4 separate regions of the Zea mays genome follow, and all the other regions are linked to region 1. The links are chromatin contacts, called in public Hi-C maps. All regions are on one chromosome and are shown on one strand. Each heading gives the region's core, a stretch centred on a gene start, on an enhancer-like site or on the middle of the called end of the contact. The rest is flanking DNA. Distances are from core to core; before and after follow the strand shown.

The links. Hi-C and Micro-C count contacts between places; a contact is called where the count stands out from the background.
Region 2: a Hi-C map of tassel shows a contact between it and region 1, with 10 times the contacts expected there. The contact joins the promoter of LOC542019 here to the promoter of LOC103650918 in region 1. A contact is called at or near these places in 13 of 25 Hi-C or Micro-C datasets (ear, endosperm, leaf and 3 more) and 1 of 3 datasets of contacts at active chromatin or transcription factors (leaf).
Region 3: a contact with region 1 is called in a Hi-C map of leaf, with 3 times the contacts expected there. The contact joins the promoter of LOC100501448 here to the promoter of LOC103650918 in region 1. A contact is called at or near these places in 4 of 25 Hi-C or Micro-C datasets (ear, leaf and tassel).
Region 4: a Hi-C map of bundle sheath shows a contact between it and region 1, with 2.3 times the contacts expected there. The contact joins the promoter of LOC103650913 here to the promoter of LOC103650918 in region 1. A contact is called at or near these places in 3 of 25 Hi-C or Micro-C datasets (bundle sheath and leaf).

Annotation. Positions count from the first base shown.
Region 1 is chr3:175,788,643-175,791,350 of Zm-B73-REFERENCE-NAM-5.0, forward strand. It overlaps LOC103650918 (ubinuclein-1), which reads right to left and starts at 1,376. Exons shown (of 13, transcript XM_020550403.1): 1 at 743-1,376; 2 at 49-135. The coding sequence starts at 1,069.
Region 2 is chr3:176,073,540-176,076,352 of Zm-B73-REFERENCE-NAM-5.0, forward strand. LOC542019 (MADS16) reads left to right here and starts at 1,383. Exons shown (of 7, transcript NM_001111666.1): 1 at 1,383-1,666; 2 at 2,288-2,354; 3 at 2,480-2,541; 4 at 2,714-2,813. The coding sequence starts at 1,479.
Region 3 is chr3:176,094,360-176,097,061 of Zm-B73-REFERENCE-NAM-5.0, forward strand. LOC100501448 reads right to left here and starts at 1,268. Exons shown (of 9, transcript NM_001362580.1): 1 at 749-1,268; 2 at 1-54. The coding sequence starts at 920.
Region 4 is chr3:175,412,520-175,415,490 of Zm-B73-REFERENCE-NAM-5.0, forward strand. It overlaps LOC103650913 (U-box domain-containing protein 4), which reads right to left and starts at 1,446. Exons shown (of 5, transcript XM_008676506.4): 1 at 1,030-1,446; 2 at 43-310. The coding sequence starts at 306.

The DNA of each region.
Region 1 (2,708 bases), core at 126-2,625:
CATCATCCATGGTGAACATGGGATCAAATGCAGCACGACGTTTACTACCATGTAAAGGCGCTCTATTTTTTCAATCACTGCATTGAACCGATTTGGCTGTGTTGGATCCTTTGGGTCATTTTCTGCAGGATGTGCCTGATTCAAAAGATAAAACAAACTAGATGTTAAATACGACGCTTCTTGAATGTAAAGAAATTCAGTGGATTCCACTATTTTAACATACTTCTCAGACTGAAATACTTGGGTGTTAAGAGCGTCATGTTCAAGAATGACAAGGTTTTGGCATGAACATGTAGTCATGTACAACAATTCATCAGGGTGATATTTCGTTGATTTGGGCCTATATACTTTCAAGATTTTGGCAGATTACAAGAGAGAGGAACTAATACTCACTGTAGAACATCTCTGCATGATACAGCACAGGTACCTAACATAAAAAATATATACATACATAGCTCAACCCAACAATGGAATACAACCACACTGTGTTCATAGCGATTAAGAACATCGATGTTGTCATCGTCATCACTACAAACAGGTTCCCTAAAGGTATGCTTTTTATGAGGGATGTACGTGTTGCTACCTACCAAACACAAAACGGTCCTCACGTTACATCTTGCAGATCTTACCCTCAGTCTGCAGAGAATCCTTCTATTTTCAAAGCTAAGCTAGGTAGCGCACAGATTACAGCGATGCAGCAGGTAACCAACCAACAAGCAACAACAGCAAGATGACTGCTTACCGGACCAGATGGGCCCGCATGTGCGGCGAACGCTGGCTCCACCGCCACTGGCGGTGCCGCGGCGGTGTGCCCGGCCTCCTTGAGAAGCTTCTTCCACGACACGATTGTGGTCTCCCCTGGCCGCAGCTCCACTGTGAACAGCTGCCTCTGGCACGGCGTCGCGGCTTCAGAGACCGCGGCCGCGGTGGCAGGCGGCTGCGTCGGAGCGAGAGCGGACGGCGCAGAGGTGACGCCAGGGGCTGCTGCCACCGCACCCGGAACCCTAGCTGCGGCGGCAGCGGCAGGGTCGGTCAAGGACGAGGAGGGTACCGCCACGGGGTCTTCCATGGAGAGGCTGGGGGAATTGAGAATTCGAGAGCTCACGGCATTAGATCGAAGGACCTAGGGTTTTGAGGAGCGTGGTGGGGAGTGGCGCAGGTGAGTGGGGACTGGAGGATGTGGGCTCCGGAGTTTGGAGGAGGGGACACGAAAACGCCCTCGTTTTTGGTGCAGGCGGAGGGAGTCGCTCGCGCCGGATGGGGTGAACTAGCCGCCGTGGATTTCTCGTCGCCGTTGGGTTTTGGCTCCTCGTCTCACCGCCATGTACACGCCCTTGCCTTCGGAATCAGAATGTGTGCGCGTGGGCCTGGGCCCTGGGGGATCGGTGGTTGTTTATTCTCGTCTTATCGCTTGAGCATGGGCCTTTTATCAGTTGGGCTTGGGCTTTCGAATACAAGAAGAAGAATAACGCGCGGAAAAAGGTTCCTTTTCTAGCTCAGCTGTAGCAAAAGACAGTTTTTCTCTCCCTTTATTTTAGTTTATTTTTTAAAAGAATATAGTAGATTATACAGCAATCATAATATATAAAATTCAATTATGCTAGCTCATATTACATGGTATATGATATGGTATGTTTTAGTACATTTAAAACTATGTTTTTCTATAAGTAATTTATAGCAACAGTTTTTGTGGCCAGTTATGATAAAAAGAAAATATGGCGAGCTAATTATTGCATGTTGAGATGAGATGTAGTGAAAAAATTATGGTCATTGTACCATATAGAATGGGCTTAGATTTTAGGGTTTTGAAACATATAAAAATCTATAACTCAACCATATATCAGCATCAAAATTTTACTACATCTCGAGCATGCATGTAACTATTAGTTCACCATAAAGATTTCATCAAAATTGGACCACAGAAAATTACAACTATGAATTAATAATAGAAATATATAGATCTAAAGCTATCTTGTACTAAAACGTATTATATCATATATTCACTATATAGATCTACACATGCTGAGTCCGTTAAATTTTTCATGCTCATTGGATCACGTATGACTCGGTTACAGATTTAAAAACTAGTTAGTTAAAACATAAACCTAGATAAATCTATAACTCAACTATACATGATCCAAGAAACATGATTTTTTGCTACAATTCAAACATGCAATATGTCGTGGTTTTCTGAACCGGAAGTAGCGATGAAAACGGACGGAAACGGACGGAAAAACCCTTCTTCCGTTTCCGCTCCCGCAATTCTTCATCGGAAATGGGAGCGGGAGCGGAACAACCACGGGCGGAAACGGGTTCGGGTTATACGGGTTTACGGAAACGAACCAAAACGGCCGAAAATTAACCGAAAACGAACGGAAATTACCTCAACGGAAAAATTAACCGGAAAATAAGTCCACATCACCACATGATTACATGACCAGTTGACCACATAGCCATTGAACAACATGAAAATAAAATAAGTCCACAATAGTACATGAGCACATAGCACAATTCCAAATCCAAGTATCCAACAAGTAAACTTACACTCACTCTGCCCACATAAATTCAGTCCATACACAATAACAGTTAACAGAGTAATAGACTTATAGTCACACTCACACACCGACACACACACATGGACACAATATAAGGTCTTCAATGTCTTCATGACATCAAACACACATTTGTAAGATTTCTTCACAGCTCGC
Region 2 (2,813 bases), core at 133-2,632, 280 kb after region 1:
GTTCCTTAAGAAAACCGCCACTAGAAATCGATTTCTACAGGCGGGTTCTTAAAAAAATCGCCACTAGAAATCATGGATTTCTACAGACGGTTTTCATAAGGAACCGCCTCTAGAAATACGATTTCTAGTGGCGGTTTTCTTAAGAAACCGCCACTAAAGATAGCATAGGCGGTTGATAACCGAATCCGCCTATAAAAATATACCGCACCGCAGGTTTTGAGCCTTTTTCTACTAGTGAAAAATGCTATTCATGTTATTTAGCACAAGTTACGGCCTATTTTAGGAACATATCGGAATTGTCGAGCACCATGCTCACGAAACATGACCGTGAACTTGTCATCCAACTGTTTTAAAATTGTATAAAATATAAGCAAAGTCAGAAAATCATGAAATTTATCCACATGCCATGGTATCATATGTAGAGCCTATGGTAAAAAATTTGAGGCTGTTTCGAGAAAGTTGTCACGCACTATGTGCAGAAACCTAAGTGCCCTACACATGAAATCTTAGAACTTCAATATAGAAACTTAAGTGTCCTACACATGAAACCATTGAAGATCTGATGAGATTTCCTTTCCTGTTGACAGTTTCCATCTCCCGGACGACGGTGTTTGAAAAAATAGCGCCAACTGGCACGCAGAGTGGCTATCTAGACATACAATTGCTACATTAGTAACTACATTTAGTAAGTTTATTTAGAGAACTATTGGAGAACAATTTTTTTGTTTACTTCTTAAATTCAAAATTTAGTGAGTTGTTTAGAGAACTATTGAAGTTGATCTTAGAGATGATAAGGAGCTCTAAACTTTATACTATATAATTTAAAGATCAGATTAGAATCCAACTCTATTTATATTTAGTTTTAAACTAAATTAATTTAAAGCTCAAACAAATTATAAATAAATATTTGGATCATGATTCATTGCCATCCTTAGTTAGAGTTAATGCCTAACAAAAACCATAATTCAGAGTTCAATCACGTGGGTAATCGTTTTTCATACGCTCGTGTTCAAGTTTAAATCTTTAAATATATGATAAATTTATCATATTCTTTTATTGTCTTGTCAATCTCGTCATTCTCAAAGTCGTCGACACGACACGACACGAGGCCATGGAAGTACACAACGCCATTATACCGCACCAAGTACAGTACCTCTTCCCCTGCTTTCGGCTTTGCCATCAACCCCAACCGGACAGCGAGGTGAAGCCAAGTTGCCCCGCGGACGCAAAGCATACAGGCCATTTTGCCGTTTCCGGCGCGCGCCTCTGAACAAACCCGAAAGCCCCCCTCATCGCCATTCCTCTTCCTGCCATGGCGATCCTCTTTACTCCTCCCCTCCCACCACCACCGCCCCTCCCAACTACACCACACCGCACCGGCACCACCACCAACCGAGCGGCTCCAGGCTCCTGCTCAGGAAGGGGAGAAGAGGCGAGCCTTCCTTGGGAAGTCGCAGGAGGAGAGAAGGGGAACAAAGATGGGGCGCGGCAAGATCGAGATCAAGCGGATCGAGAACTCCACCAACCGCCAGGTGACCTTCTCCAAGCGCCGCAACGGGATCCTCAAGAAGGCGCGGGAGATCAGCGTGCTCTGCGACGCCGAGGTCGGCGTCGTCGTCTTCTCCAGCGCCGGCAAGCTTTACGACTACTGCTCCCCGAAGACATCGTGCGTGCCGTTTCCTACTCCCTGGTTTGCTTGCGGTGTCTGTTTATCTTTTCGCTGTGCCATAGTATATTGTTCCGGGTTTTGCCGGACTAGAGAAAGGATCTATATCGGGGCGACTAATCCATTTGAAACTAAAATAGACTTTTAGTTTTGTATTTGACAATTTAGAGACTAAAATAAAATAAAACGGGGGACTAAAAATTAATCGAAACCAAACTCCCCCTTAGTCTGCTCTGCACTGTTCTATTTTTGGTTGGATTTGGATACTGTTATATTTTCCATTACTGTGACTACTATGGAATTTTAAGTTGGTTCGGATAGGGGAACAGACAGTGCAATTAGGTGCAGGATTAAGATTTTTGCCGGTACTGTGACTGTTCTTGTCTATTTCTCAAGAACGACCTTATATGAGGTCTAGGAATTTTTTTTTTTTTTTTTTTTTTTGCCTGAGTGGCTTCTTGTCGGTTTAAAGTATATATTTTTTCTATTTGTATAGGTAAACCACCTATACCTCTCTTTATTAAAATAGTTATGACTGGCGTTCTGTATCTGATGTTGAACCGACACACTAGCAACACTCACGCCTCTATCTGTGACTGATGCCATTCTGGTATGACGTAGGCTATCAAAAATCCTGGAGAAGTACCAGACCAACTCTGGAAAGATACTGTGGGGTGAGAAGCACAAGGTGATATTTGGTCTCCGGACACAACGGAAACCCCTCTTCTATAGAGCTTAACAATCAGTTTGCTGGCCTCCTAAATTTGTTGAACATACTGACTGACTATTTGATGCGCACACGAACCGTTTCAGAGCCTTAGTGCAGAGATTGACCGTATAAAGAAAGAGAACGACACCATGCAGATCGAGCTCAGGTGAATGCTTAAACTTGAATAAATTGTCCACTCTTTGTTTTTGGAAAATTTCCATCTTCATATCAAGTTTCTATTTAAAGAGAAAGTGCGGCCTCATAGTTATTTTAAGCTAGAATAATTGGTCTTTTTTTTGTGGAAATTAACTCTTCAGTTCCTCCTATTAATGGTACAGGCACCTGAAAGGTGAAGATCTAAACTCGCTGCAACCCAAAGACCTGATCATGATCGAGGAGGCACTTGATAATGGACTGACGAACCTGAATGAGAAACTG
Region 3 (2,702 bases), core at 18-2,517, 310 kb after region 1:
TAATCATTCCTGCCCACCATAATGGTTCATACAAGTAAGAGTAACCACCAACACCTGCAATGTAAACAAAGCCAAAGGCTGAGAACAGAACATCTGCAAATAAATCTCAGAGCTACAGCCTTAAAATGGAGTGACTCAACCCCAACTCTTCAAAAGCACTGCATGTCGAACATCCACCGCCATATTTTCCATCAACGGAAACCTCATAAAAGTCAAGCCAACAAATAATCCATTTTTTCACCTTATCCAGTACCACACACCCTTCTACAGTCCAACCGACATGAAATGGAGTTCATCGAGAATTTGTGTACTCAGTGGATAAGCAACCGTCACTAAACAAACTTTTGTTGAACTAACAAATGCATGGCATAAGAAAAATGACCAAAATGCAATGCATAGTGTGACACCATGAATATAACAGCCGCGCAAGTCACAGCTACTTACGTCGAATCAGGTCAACTCCCTAGCCAACACAATTTATTACAATACTTGAACTAACTTCAGATATACACTGTATAATTGTCGCTCTAAAACAGATCCGGGGCATGCATCCGGCATTCAAGGCTCAACGAGAAAGGAGATTCCACGCTGAATAAAAAACCGAACCTCGAGGCCAGCCCTCTGCGCGCTCAGGTAGCGCCTCGAAGATCAAAGCGAAAACGCAACAGCAGACAGCCAAGCCACCACGATCTACGGAGCAACACACATGATCGATGGGGATGGAAAGGGGCGAGACGCAGCAAGTCACCTGCGCGGACGCCGGACGCACCGGCCTTCTTAAGCCCCTTCTTCTTGACGATGAAGCTGGCCCCGATGAAGAAGCTGGAGGAGAGCGCGAGCACCAGCCCCTTGATGTTGTCCGCGGACATCCCCTCCACCCAGATCCCGCCCGCCGCAGAGGTAGACGCCTCCGTTGCCATATCCGCCGCCTGACCACACCGGGCCCCTGGAGCTCTACCCTCCTGCGGGGCAGCGCGCAGCCGCTAGATCGCGCGACGGCGGCGGCGGCGCATTCGAGATCCGGACGCGGCGCGGGGTCCGGTAGGCGCGGACACTCAACTAACCCGGCAGAAGCAGGGTAGGTCAGTCGGTCACCAAAGGCGAGTGTTCCGCATTCGGCGGTGGCAGGGATTGCGTGGGCGGAGAACGGGAGGAGAGATCGAGCTTCGAGCGGGGGGAAGAGGCGGGGCCGGACGGTGACGCCGGCGAGGCGGAGGAGGCGAAGAAGAGATGGGAATGGGATGCAGGAATGGAGAGTGGTGCCCGAGTCCACGCCACGCGGATATTTCGGTGTGGACTCTGGGTCAGGGTGGGTGGCGAGCGAGTTGCAGCTTGCTGCTGGCTCCCGACTCGAGGCTTCCTTGGCATTGAGGCAACGGGCCGGAGCGTCGGTGAATTTGCTCGCCTGGTAAACGGCACCTAAAAGTCTCACGTGCGATTGGGGGTAGTGCGACTAGGGGAGTGGGCAAAAATTTACCAAACAACAAACACTCGAACCAAACACCATACACCGAAATTCGTAGTTTATTTAGTTTTAGTATTTTGTGCAGTTTGCATTTTAGCTTTAATTGATGTTTGGTGCGGTTTTCAATATTCACACGGACTAGGAACAGTTTAATACATTTTTGGTTTGAACTGAGCTAAGATACAACCATGACTTTTTGTCATTTTACGGAATTGCTTGAATATATATGAAATCACTAGGGTGCCGTTTGGTTCACATATTTGTAACGTAATGGGTAACGGATAACGTTAAATCATGTTTGTTTTAGTCCAACCGTAATCAGATACCACACTAAAATTTGATACCAGCCTATTCAAATTTGTTACCGCCAGTAATCGAGCCGAAACCATTACCATTACCATTTGCGTTGCATTTTACGTGTCCGTGCGATGCCACGGAACACAAATTGCGACCCTCCAATGGACTTAGGACCGTGGCGACGGGCGGCGTCAGTACAATAGTGACGGCAAAATATGTGATTATTAAACATAGATATAGAATGATATAAATATGTCTACCCAAATAGATTGAAATGGAATCACACAAATAATTTCTAAAGAGTAAATATATAATGTTTAATCATAAGTAAATATGTTGACACCTTGTACACTAACTAATCTTTTTTAACAATATTGTTAACTCTCTGTTGTATATTTGCCGGGAAGACATATTTGCACGAATTTTTCTCGTAACTTAACAGTTCGATAATAAAGTTCCTCCGAAGAATCTTTGCATCCTACACATAAGACATATAAGAGAACAAAACATCAATTTTTTATTATGTAACTGGAATGTATGTTTGAATATGAAAGGAATGTACTCCACTCACCCTAACAAATTTCATTCGACTATCATTGCCCCACATGGCCATAGCTTGTAGGATAAGGTAGCTGGTGTTAAGCCTATAGAATAATGTTTTGCCAACTAAGTTATATACAATAGAAATCATAGAAAAAAATGAAATTGCTAAGAAGATGGTACGGAGAAAATACTCTTTTAAGTCAATTGGAACACCAGGTTGAATTGTATGTTGCCACTTAAAAATATCCTCTGTCCATCCAATACGTTTCTTGCTATAGGCAATATTATATTTCTTTGAGGCGATGATAATCGCTTCTGCGAACCTCTTGTATGACATATGCTTACACCAATCTTGAATAGGTGCAAAGACAATAAAAGTGACGTGTTTTTTACCATG
Region 4 (2,971 bases), core at 196-2,695, 380 kb before region 1:
TATGTGAATGACAGTAGTAAATGGGAGAGATAAGGGAGTTACGAAATAGATTTTGCTCATCATCAAATCCCAGCTTCCAACTAGCTTTATCGCATCATTGATAGTAGCAGCTAGTCCCTCAAGCATCCTATCATCTAGACTAATCTGGGGGATAACTTCATCCAGGACCAGCTTCAAAAGACCCAGGATTTCATTGATCTTCCGGCAGTATCTCTTAACTAGCTCAGTTTCTACCACACTGCTGGTAGACAGCGTGCGGAAGTTTGAAATACTGCTGATTACTGACATTGGCACTGACTCCTCCATTGACCTGTATGAAGATTGAAGACTCTATTTTAGCTGTAGAACTTACCAAAGCCAAAAAAAAAAAACAAATTGTGGTACAGCTTAAAGAAATTTCAGACGCCATTTATGGGTCTTACTCCACTTAAGGAAACATAGACAGTCAAATATACAAGCACATCCCATAAAGTGATCGCCAGTATAGCCTATCGAATGTATTTGACCTTAAATCGCGCATACAGAGTACTTTCGTTCCTATCTCTTGGAATGTGGAAACTTGGGCATGAGAACAACGAATTATCATACTCAACGCATGCAAAAGCTGACGATCAGAAACTCCACTTAGCCCAAAGAGTACTCTTCCCATAGTAAGCTCACTAAATCCAATTACCCCCTAAGCCTTAAATCTGTCGTAATCACAGGGCCTCTAGCCGAGCGGAAACACAGGATCACCTGAAACACCTACTGCTACTCCCGATCCCAACCTCAGAGCGCGCCGTGCGTGCACGTGTGCGAGGTTTACGCACCTTGCGCACCAAATCAAGCTCCCACCCCCCCTGTAATCGCAGCACTTGAACAAGCACCTAAATCACAAATGCTGAAGGAACTGCACGGGACGATGCCAAAGCCCAAAGCAATCAAACGCGCGTGATGATGATTACGATACACGGGAGCCGAGAAACGCTACAAGCGAAGAAAGCAAGTCATTCCAGCGAGGAGAGAGAGAGAGAGAGGCGGGCTTTGTACCTCCGGGAACTACAATGGCGGTCGCCGCCGTGAGCTCCACGCGGGTCGCGAGGCTGAGACGCCGAGGCGAGGACGAAGACCGTGGGGCCTGAGGGTGCCTAGAGGAGTGTGAACACGAGGGGGAGGCGGCAGCGACCAGCGCGACGAAGGGGAGAGGACGGACGGAGTGGTTGAAAGTGGAGCTGGATGGTGCAAGTCCGTGGTGGTCCGGGTGCTTTCTTTTACTGACTGGTGGGGCCAACTGGAGGGGAATGGCGGGTCTCCGCTAGACCCGATGCACCGACGCCCATAAGGTCCGTCTGCAACTGCTCCCAGAGTCCCGTGGGCCCCGCAGCTGATCGCTGATTCCCGGCGCTGCTGGGTTTGCTTGTACCAGACTGCACGGACTGGGAGGCGGGGCGCGGTTTTTTTTTCTCTTGGAGTGGGCCCCACATGGCGTGTTTTTTATTCGCCACTCCGCGTGTACGGACGGACTGGTGTTCTTACTGGCTCACGGTCAAGGGAGCCGTGAAGGAGAATAACGCCAGACCAACTCCAGCAAAGCACACCTCCGTATCCGTATTTGGCACGTAGTTGCGTGCCGAGTTTGGAGTTACGTGTTCAAATAATGCATAACATCATTTATACAAAAAATATTCTTATTACAATAATATGTTTGATAATATAAGAACAGATTACGTACATATCTACTTTAAAATATTAAATTTGTTCTAACAATTCAATTATCCATTTTCATCCCTACACCCAATAGTAATCCAGAGATTAAAACAACGTACAGAACAATGACAGTATCCATTTTCATCCCTACACCCAATAGTAATCCAAAGATTAAAACAACGTACAGAACAATGACCGAATGCAACCTACTTTTTGAAAAGAGACTAACTGGAACCACAAATGTATCGGAAACCGGTGTTTTTGTCCTCGTCCTACAGTCTAATTGTGAGTTTATCTTCTTTTTTTTCTAACTTCATAATTTTGTCCTGGCTATTTTAGAAGAAGCAACCCACACACCCCTGATTCGGATGTATGTTAAATAAGCATAGAACAAATGAATTAAGAAAACTGTAAAAATGAAGGGAAAACAACCAGATTGCCCTTTATCAAACTTATTATAGATGCAAGGTTGAGTAAGTTACCAATAACACCAACCAGACTAGCAAGTAGCAACCTTTGTCAGAGTCAACAATGGTGAATACAAAAGGCAAAACCCCAAAAGTCTTCTTCCTAATTCCTGCTAGCTTTCAGAACAGAGAAAAATTATAAATCATACCAGCACGGCTGCTCCATCTTCAATTGTGTTCTTAACTGATCTTAGACCATCACGGACAGCATCCTTGGTTTGTGCAATGGTATGGTCATTAGGTCCTGAATATGTCAAACGATAATCAATTCACAGCTCAATTAGGGTGTCAGAGAAGACGATGTTGTTTCTTAAGAATAAACAACCTTTAATTAGTATAGTACAAGAGTGAGGATTTTTCACATTCTCCACAAATGTGTACTTTTCTTCTCCAAGAACATGATCATAGACAAGACCAGCCCAACCAAGACAACGTTCAGTCAAGTCATCAACTGAATTGACTGCTTCACCACCACATGCTAGCACAAGCCTCTCCATATTTCTCCTCTTTGCTCTTCGAAGAGCAATGATCTGTAAATCATTTCAGGCCGCACACCTAAAATAGTAAAATACTAACATGGATTTAACAAACAGATCATGCTATTAATAAGCTTTCATGCAAAGAGCTTACTCTCCAGTAACAAATACTGCCTTGTCTCAAAAAAAATTACAAGTATTGCTTCCCAACGAGTCAGAATAATCTAAATTTTGACCAAATATATATAACAGTGTTGATGTTTAGGATGTGCAAGTATCACTAGTTTAATCATGGAAATATATTTTCAAATAAACCTGACTGAAGATCCAAACGTATATAAT